Linked DNA regions of Anser cygnoides: all the other regions are linked to region 2. Evidence: chromatin contacts called from public Hi-C data. All regions are on one chromosome and are shown on one strand. The core of a region is the stretch at or near the end of the contact, and the rest is flanking DNA. Distances in the headings are between cores, read along the strand shown. Region 1 holds the start of DLAT (dihydrolipoamide S-acetyltransferase). Region 2 holds the start of OAF (out at first homolog). Region 3 has its middle 46 kb from the start of ALG9.

Region 1 (2,979 bases), core at 314-2,813, 860 kb after region 2:
CACACACCCAGAGTAGAATTTTATGGAGACATTCTGTAGTTGCCAGTTCAGTACTACTGCTTGGTTTTGGAGCACTGAAGACACGGAAGGCTGTTAATATGATCAGAGCTTCTGGTTCAATTTAGCCTTGTCCAGTAGGCATCCAATTTTCTCCTAGAAAATAAAACAGATGTTAGCTGATACAGGAGACAGTTAGGAGCCTCAGCCTTGTTCTTAGGCCAGTTCAGGCAGCTAATCATGGGCACGTTTAATATGCTTACTGCCCTTCCTACCCCTGAGTCAAAGACTGAACCAGATCTGACAGCCTTTCAGCAATGTGCTCTCCAGAACAGCACTGGGCTGTATCTGAGGAGCAAGACTGGACAAGACTTGCTTTTTGGGGTTGTCAGCAACAAACCTATCATCAGCGTTAATGTCATATGTAAGCTAAGATGCAAACGATATTCCCTGAGACAGGACGGGTAGCAGTGCTTTGTTCTTGGGGTCCCTATGTGCAGCTCCCTCGGTGATAGCAGAGGTGGGACTGCTAGCAGTGCTGTCACTGAAGCTGAAGGCCCCGCTTTGCCTCGTTCACTCCCAAAAGTACCGCTTCGGTGAGCTGTTTGGATTCAGCTTTGTTCCTGCAGTGACACCGCAGCCTTCACCAGCTGCTTTACCTTCTGTGATTTACAGGAAGGGGTCTGCAGCAGGTAAGAAACAGGGATAAGAGGTATTGGATGGCAAGTCCTTGGACTGGATGGGTTTTGCTGATAAAACCAAAAGCTGTTGCTTTTAAATCAGTCTGACACTACTGTAACACTGACTGCAGTGAATTTATTCTGGGAATATGCTCTTAATATCATACCCAGGACTTGCATTTTTGCTGTGTTGAATGTTTATTTCTACCCAACTCTCTTCAAAGTTACTTTCCTGCTCCTATACTTGTAACTTGGCTGTGTAACACATGGTACGTGTAAAATTATATTTTCATAGAAACTCTACATAGAGTTTGCATTCATCATTTGAAACGGAGGGTGGTTCTCAGGCATGTCCTCAAGGAAAGTGAAAACCTTATCTGTGTACCTAAGATCCTGACATCCCAGATGGATAAACGTTGGTTTTAGCGGACCAAGCCCTCATCTCAATAAAGCGGGGTTTGCAAACTGAGCCTGTTCAGTGCTTGCACAGGGAAAGATAGCTGTGAAAAGTAAAAGGCGTGCATAAATCACTGAGAGGAACAGGGCCTGTTTTAGGGCTAGCTTCATACTGGTCCCGAAAAAAAAGAAGTAAAGTTTCCATGGGTTTATTCGGTGAGGTGTGTGGGATGAGGGGCTGGGGGTGAGGACGAGGATAGCGGTGGAGGGTAAATGGGAATTTTGCTAAGCTGAAACCCGAGTACCTCCCGCTACCCTGAGGATTACACACCTCAGGGTGTACACGGCGCGCTGACAGCCCCAGTTCCCTCAGCGCACGTCCTTCGGGGCCCCTCTCGCCCTCAGCCGCCCCCCCCCCCCCCCCGGGCCTGGGCCGTGCCCGGCCGCCATTCCGCGGCGGCCCCGCCCCGCGGCGCTTTGCGGCAGTGCCGCGCCGCTCCGTGCCGTGCCGCTCCGTGCCGCGCCGCGCCGAGCCGAGCCGGGCCGTGCCCGCAGCGGGAGGTCACCGAGCGCCGGGGCCCCGGCTCCAGCTCCGGCTCCATGTGGCGGGCGGTGGCCCGACGCCTCGTCCCGGCCGCCGGCCTGGCGCGGGGCTGCCGAGCGCTCAGCGCCGCCGCCGTCGGCCCCGGCGCGGCCGTGGGGGCCCGGGCGGGGGCTCCGGGACGCGGCCCGGCGCTGGGCGGCCCCGCCCGCAGGCCCCGGGGGCTCCTGCCCGCAGCCGGGCCCCGGGTCGTCCCCAGCCGCTGCTGCAGCCTGCCGGCACACCAGAAGGTGAGAGGCGGCCCCGCGACCTTCCCTTCCCCTTCCCCTTCCTTCCTTCTCCTTCCCTTCCTTTCCGCCGTTCCCTTCCTTCCTTTCCCTTCCCCTCCTCTTTTCCCTTCCCCTTTTCTTTTCCCCTTCTCCCTTCCCTTCCCTTCCTTTCATTCCTTCCCTTCCCTTTATCCCTTCCCTTTTTTCTTTCCCTTCCCTTCCCAGCTGCCGCCCCCCAGCAGGCAGCCCTCCTCGCCCCAGAGGACGCCAGGCTCTCTCCCAGTCCCTCAGCTCCCAAACCTCTGTGCCTCCCCCTGGCCCAGAGCCTCTCCTTCATTCCCCACCCCTGCACGCCAGGCCCTGGAACTGCCGCGCACCAGACCCTGGTACCACCATCGGCTTCCCCCCTCACCATTATCCCCTTTTCCCTGTATTCTGGGTTCCCTGCTGCACCTGCTCCCCTGGCACCTCGGTGTTGGGATCTTTCCTGCAGGCTGGAGGCAGTCCTGACCCGCCAGGGGTTGCAGACAGCCTGTCCTCAGTGACCTGTCCCTGCCCTGTGAGCGGGGTCCCTACGGGCAGGGCTGCGCAGGTTGTAACGCTTCCCTTTTCCTCGCAGGTGGCCCTGCCGGCGCTGTCCCCCACGATGCAGATGGGCACCATCGCGCGCTGGGAGAAGAAGGAAGGTGACAGGATCGGTGAAGGAGAGCTCATTGCAGAGGTATTCTGAGGGCAGAAGCTGCGCTGCATTTTTACTGGGCAACTTGCGCGCCCTGGGTTCTGTCCCCGGCTGTCCTCACCTGAACCCGCTTTTTGGAGACGCTGCTGGGAACGAGCGACCGGCAGCTTTACGGAGTTGGTTGCTGCTTTTCGTCTCTCTGAGCGAGAGGAGCGCTTACTGTGTTTGAGACCACGCTTTCCCAGAGCTGGTGGGACAGGGTGGTTTTGCCAGGACTGCGGGCGTTACGACCCTACGCTGTCAGACTGCAGGGCTCTGAGCTCACTAGTCTTCTGTTTTGCTCTAACAGTATCCTGTTCTTTTTCAAAGGTGGAGACAGACAAAGCAACAGTTGGCTTTGAGAGCCTGGAGGAATGC
Region 2 (2,774 bases), core at 270-2,769:
TCACGGGGCTGAGCTTCCTCCTGTCACAAACCAAAGTCCACCCGAGCAAACAGCCTGAGCAGAGGGAACAAGATAACGCTGCCGTGCCACACGGACGGCCGTGCCACCCACGCAGCAGCGAACAGCTCATCCCCGAGCCAGAGAAAACTCACGGCGTCCAGCCAGGCTTGGGGTTCTCTGAAGGACGCCACGCTGGCCCCAAAGCTCCCGTCTCCTGCCGAGAAGCGTGGGGTCTCAGCATCACCTCCCTGCAGAGGGGCCTGGGAGGGGGCCAGGAGGATCCCTGGCTTTCCGCCAGTCCCAGAGTGAGCTGCCATGCGAACGGTGCCCACACCCCCAATGCACGTGCTCCCCAAAGCCATCACTTGGAGCGAGACGTCCTGGAGACACAGCAGAGCCCCACGAACCTGAGCCCCGGCTCGTGGGGGCCTCTCCTGCCCTGGCCCTGCTGCTGTCTGCCACCCAAAGCCACGGCTCCTCTCGGCTCAGCAAGGAGAAACAGACCTGCTGTGCTCAGCCGGGCATGGAGAAGGCTTCGCCACTCATCCTGCCAAAATCCTTCCCCACCATGCTCACCACTGGGCAGCCCAGGTTACAGCTGTGCCGCGGGGGGCCAGGAACCCGCCCGAAGGGCCCGGAGCCGTCTGCGGGGTGCACCACGAACGAAGACCCCAACATCGCTCATCGGTGGAGGGACTTCTGAAGGACCCCGTCCTCAGACAGGGCTCAGGCTCCCGAACCCCCCGGCAGGGTTTTCCGAGGCTCCAGGTGGATTCAGCCCCCCCAGCAGGGTTTCCCCAGACTCCAGGCGGATCCCGGCTCCCCAAAGCCCTCCCGCACAGCATCCCCACAAGCAGCGGGCACCGGGGTCGCGCCCCAAGCCTCCTCCTGAGGACTCCCAGTCTCTTAGGGCCCATCCCCTCGCACCCCTCGCCCAGCTGGGACCCACCGGAGACCCCCCAGCACCAAACCCCACCGGGGGCTCCCCGGGACCCCGGGGATGCTCGGGGGCTCTCCGCTCCACCGCGGGGCGGGCGCAGCATCCCGGGGCCGTCCTCCGGCGTGTCCCCCCCCTCCACCCCGAGCCTCACCTGTCTGAAATCGGCCGTGAGGGTGATGAGGGCGCCGTCGGCCTTGCGGAGCTCCAGGCTGATGCAGTCGGAGCCGCTGTCGGCTTGCAGGCTCTCCTCCGCCACCTGCCCGCCGGGCAGCCGCACCCGCACCCGCAGCTCAGCCTTGGCCGCGGGGCCGGGAGCGCCGGGCAGCGGGGCTAACGCTAGCCACAGCAGGGCTGGCAGCGCCGGTAGCCGGGGGGCGAGCATCACCCCCCCCGGCCCCGCTCCCCGCAGCCCCCGCACCGTTACCCCCGGCGGGGCGCGCACGGCTCGGGGCAGCCCCCGGCCCGCATGGGGCGGGGGGCGCGGAGCGCAGCGTGGGGAAAGCGCCCCGCCGAGCCCCCCCCGGCCATGCAGAGCCCCCGGCCGCCGCTTTTCGGCCCCCCCCCGGCCCGCACTTCCTTCCCCCAAAGGCAGGGACCGGCCCTAAAGAGGCAGCGGCGCGCCGCCCCGCCTTTAAAGGGCCAGGCCGGGCCCGCAGCTGCTCCCCAGCTGCGGAGGGGAGGAGGGGAGAGGGGAATAATAATGGGAAAAAAAAAAAAACAGGCAGAGCTCGCCCGAGGGCGAGGAAAAAAAAAATAAAAATAAATCTGGCCCAAGCAGCCGCCCTGCAGGCGAGCCCCGGTGCTCTGGGTGGCAGGAGGATGGAGGGGGGGGGCTGCTCCAGCAGCAGCCAGGCAGCTTCTGGGCTCTCCTGCAGGTTTTTTGTTTTTTTTTTTAAATTGTTTTCTACTCCGTGGGATAAATAATTATCCCCAAACTGGAGTTGGAAAGGAGAGGTCGGCGTTAATAACAAAGCCCAGCGCTCGTGTTTGCACAAACACACACAAATCAGAGTCCTCTAAACATGCGGTTGTTGGGAATCAAACAACAGTTACATGATTGCTCAGGCTCACGCTGCACACAGGAGGCTCGCAGGGCTGCTCTCAGGCACGCCGGGGGTATTCCTGCCCCCGAGGATGTCGTGCAAGCCGCTTGGGGCTTTCCCTGGCCCCTCTCCCCCAGGGACACGGGCCTGGGGCACTTCAGACTCCGCAGCCCAGCCACAAGGCTCCAGATTTGCCCTTCACCCGCCCACTCCTGCAATCTCTTCCAGATGGGCAGATGCTCATGAAGGGCCCCTTTGATTTCAAAAGGTCTCTCTGCAAACACAAAGGTCACTGTGGCAGCAGGATCAGGGCCTCAGAGAAAGAGCTTTGCAAGGAGAAGCACAGAAATGCATAGAAGCAACCGTTTAAATCCACACTTCCAGGAGAAGAGATCACTTTTGGCCAACTAGTATGCTTTGTGGGACCTCACACAAGTTAAGTTTTAGACTGAAAATGTAAGAAAATGTAAGGGCTTTCTCACAAACGGTATCCTCCAAATACTTTTCAGGACAATAGCAGGGCAAAGAAATCAGAGCAGGCGAGGAGAGAAAGTTAAGAGGTGCAAACGGGAGAAAAGAAACGGTTCGGCTCTGACACAAAAAGAGAGGGAGGGCCCACAAGGTAGAAACCTACACCGACCATGTCCTCCTGACAAAAGCCGCCGAGAAGGCCCCACTCACGGTCTATTTATTCAGAGGAGATTATGCAAAAAGACAGGAGGACCCCAGCAGGGGCTGGAAGGAAGAGTGCCACGAGGTTAGCGCGCACAAATAACCCTTGGAAAGCTTCC
Region 3 (2,928 bases), core at 79-2,578, 750 kb after region 2:
GAGCTCGGGGGGCACGGCTGGGGCAGGCCTGCGGCACCTCGCCGTGACGGAGGCCAGCTGCTCCCCGCTCCTGACAAGCGTTTCCTTGGAGCTGTTGCCATGTCGACACATCTGTCTAGGCCATCCTACTTGGAGAAAGTTGAAGGTAATTTAGCGCAGAAAGCCAAGGAAGGTTCTGAAGCGCTTTAACCCTTTGGAGGTGCTGAGAGAGCTCTTCCCCGGGAAGGCGGCTGGAGCGGCTGCAAGCCGGTTTGCTGAGCTCCTGGAGGAAACGGGCAGGACGAGCTGCCACATTTCCCCTCCCGAGGGAACGACCGACTTCTCAAGATGCTGCAAGGTCAAGGGGGAAAAGGAAAAAAAAAAAAGGAAAAAAAAAAAAACACACACAAAAATCCCCAGAACAGCAGCTCTGAATCCTGGTCTCCCAGGACTCACCCACAGCCCGAGGCCCGAACCAGACGGCCTTGAGGTCCTGCTCTTCCCCGGACCTGTGTGACCACGTTATCCCAAAGGAAGAGCTAGGGCCAGCTCTGAGGGGTTCAGGCGCCTGCGAAACCCACCCCGTACACATACAGCACTGCCTGTGCACAGAACAGCCAAAACCACGTGCTGTTTCCTCAGCAGGCCTGGAACAAGAGCAAGCAAAACCCAACCACGGTATCACGAGGCCAGAAGGCCGTTTCTCCCCCAGTACCTCAGTTGCCACATACTCACTCGGGTGCCAAGTTGCAGCTAAACAAGCAAGACCATGACCTCCTCCGGGAACCACACAGCTCTAACCTTTAGCCCTTCTGGTTTCAACCAGGCCCTTAACCTCGAGCTCCACAGACACTCTTGTGGTCCCCAGCACTTCACCTTGCTTTATTAATGTTTATTTAAAGTAATCACATGTTTGAAGAGAGGCCAGAGCTCTGGTTCAGTGCTGCAGGCCTAAAAAGATCAGACGTTTGTCAGTTCCCCAGCACAACTGGGCCCAAACACTGATAAATGACAATTAATTAATACTTTATACACCAAGGTGGACTTGGAAAGCAAACTCCTTGACTGCCATTCACTTCTTTTCAGCAGACGCAGTCACAACAACAACAGGAATTTTGGGGAAGGCTTTCTGAAGTCACCATGAGGAAAGGCCACACAACCAGCTACAAAGAGCCCACGAAGAGTCAGCCCCTCCAGAAACCACTCGTGGAGCCCAGAGAAGCCCTGCTAGCTCCCTGCTCAGATAACAAAATCAGATCAAGATAAACACACACACACAGCACGAGCACAAAACGGGGTTCGTAAGCAGCTCACTGATGTGTTGTTACCCCACCTCAGAACTGGGGGCTGACTTAAATAACAAAAACCCATACAGTGTAAGGCCTACCCAGGCATTTTTGCTTTATTTTGAACACGTTGCCTGGAGCCTTGGCACGACATACCCAGATTTTTGTCTTTCCCTGGGGTATTTGTCCCAGAATACCAGTCTTTAAAAGGGCTGATTTTTATATCAACAGTTTCTTAGAAACCACAACAGCATTTTTTTTTTCTCCTCCAAGAGAATTAATTGTAAATTGCCTAAAAATAAGCCTGGAAAAACTCAGAGGGGAAAGCAACGTCAGCTCCTGGCAGCTTTATTGCAGCGGTCTTTGTGCCGTGTGGCCTCCATTGTTCCGAGCTGGGTCACTGGGGGATGGGGGAAACCTCCGAGGCGAGCCAAGGGACCTCCTGCGGTCACAGAGCAGCTCAGACATGGAGATTCAGAGCAAAGGGGAAGAGCTACACCTTCCCGCTGGCCGCCAGAAGGACCATATTTAGCTGCTACTTTTCCGCAGCAACCCTCACCTCTGAAATCCAACCACGCACACAAACAAGGGCAGCCTGTCTGCCCTGAGCATGGAGCAGTGGCTGTGGTGTCTGACCAAGAATCATGTACCAGGACAGACCGGAAGCCACTCAGGGCAGGGACCCCACAGCCTGTGCAGCGCCCGACAGAAATGGTTATAGAGAGGACGCAGGAACACAACACCAGAGCCCCACTCTGGGGTTGCACAGAGCCACCAGTGTGGTGCCACCCCACTTCCAAGCCCCCCTCACTCCTCCAGTCTTACCTCCAGCTATCCACAAGCCCCACACACTCTGCCTGCCTTGAGAAGGACCACGGAGAAGCTTTGAATGCCCTCAGTAACACCCAGGTGGGGGCAATCTGAGTGCCCTCAGTAACACCCAGGTGGGGGCAATCTGAGTGCCTTTGGTGGCACCCAGGTGGGGGCAATCAGGGCTCCCTGCAGCAGCCTGGCAGGCAGAGGTGCTCCAGGAGCACGGAGCTGAGCACTGCGATGCCCAGCGGGACAGGGAACTGTGTCTGGGGGCTGTGCATGCTCTGGCTGCTGCACTTCTGCCCTGAGGTGCGTGTCCTAATGGGCTTCACGGTGCAAAAGCCACTGGTGTGAGGCTGACGGGATCCAAATGTCAGCTTTGGAAGGCACAAAGCTGCAGGACGGGATGCTGTAATGCATGTAAAGGGCTCTCCCTGATGGCCAAATGTCCTAGTCTGCAAAGAGCATCCCTTGGTGGGGGTGCTTTTGCTGGCATGTAGGGTTTGGTTCACAAAAGAGAAACACGTCAGGGTGTTGCCCTCGCAGGTGCTGATCCTATGCAAGTGCCTTCCCACAACAGCAAGGAGCCCAGGAGCTGGCTCCTGCCGCGTGTCACCCCCCAGCAGCGCAGAGCACCCCCCTCTACCTTCCAGGCACACGGAGCTCGGTCAGGAGGGGGGGCAGCAGGTGAGGGGTTAACGGAGCAGCACACCCACTCGGGCTGTATCTAAACAGAAAGAAAAACGGCCAAAACATTTCTTAAGAGGAGAGGCAGCTGACGCCAGTAGCATCTGATCTCCTGCTGCCAACAGGCAGTTCAGGCACCCCGGGGGGGTTGCAGCCGGGATCA

Evidence for each region. A called contact is a pair of places that touch in the nucleus more often than the background predicts.
Region 1: a Hi-C map of liver shows a contact between it and region 2, with 2.1 times the contacts expected there. The contact joins the promoter of DLAT here to the promoter of OAF in region 2. A contact is called at or near these places in 2 of 7 Hi-C or Micro-C datasets (both in liver).
Region 3: a Hi-C map of liver shows a contact between it and region 2, with 2.0 times the contacts expected there. The contact joins the enhancer-like site here to the promoter of OAF in region 2. A contact is called at or near these places in 2 of 7 Hi-C or Micro-C datasets (both in liver).

Annotation. Positions count from the first base shown.
Region 1 is chr21:4,070,438-4,073,416 of Taihu_goose_T2T_genome, reverse strand. DLAT (dihydrolipoamide S-acetyltransferase) reads left to right here and starts at 1,563. Exons shown (of 14, transcript XM_048063316.2): 1 at 1,563-1,904; 2 at 2,503-2,604; 3 at 2,932-2,979. The coding sequence starts at 1,674. DIXDC1 (DIX domain containing 1) reads left to right here. Exons shown (of 21, transcript XM_013187174.3): 21 at 1-980.
Region 2 is chr21:4,931,916-4,934,689 of Taihu_goose_T2T_genome, reverse strand. OAF (out at first homolog) reads right to left here and starts at 1,519. Exons shown (of 4, transcript XM_048063424.2): 1 at 1,092-1,519. The coding sequence starts at 1,322.
Region 3 is chr21:4,181,446-4,184,373 of Taihu_goose_T2T_genome, reverse strand. No RefSeq gene overlaps it. Among named protein-coding and RNA genes, the nearest start is that of ALG9, 46 kb to the right of the region's middle. Within about 2 kb of position 1,328, at least 1 of the 3 cell types and tissues checked has open chromatin away from gene starts, as enhancers often do. A contact at or near this core is called in liver, where this site is marked.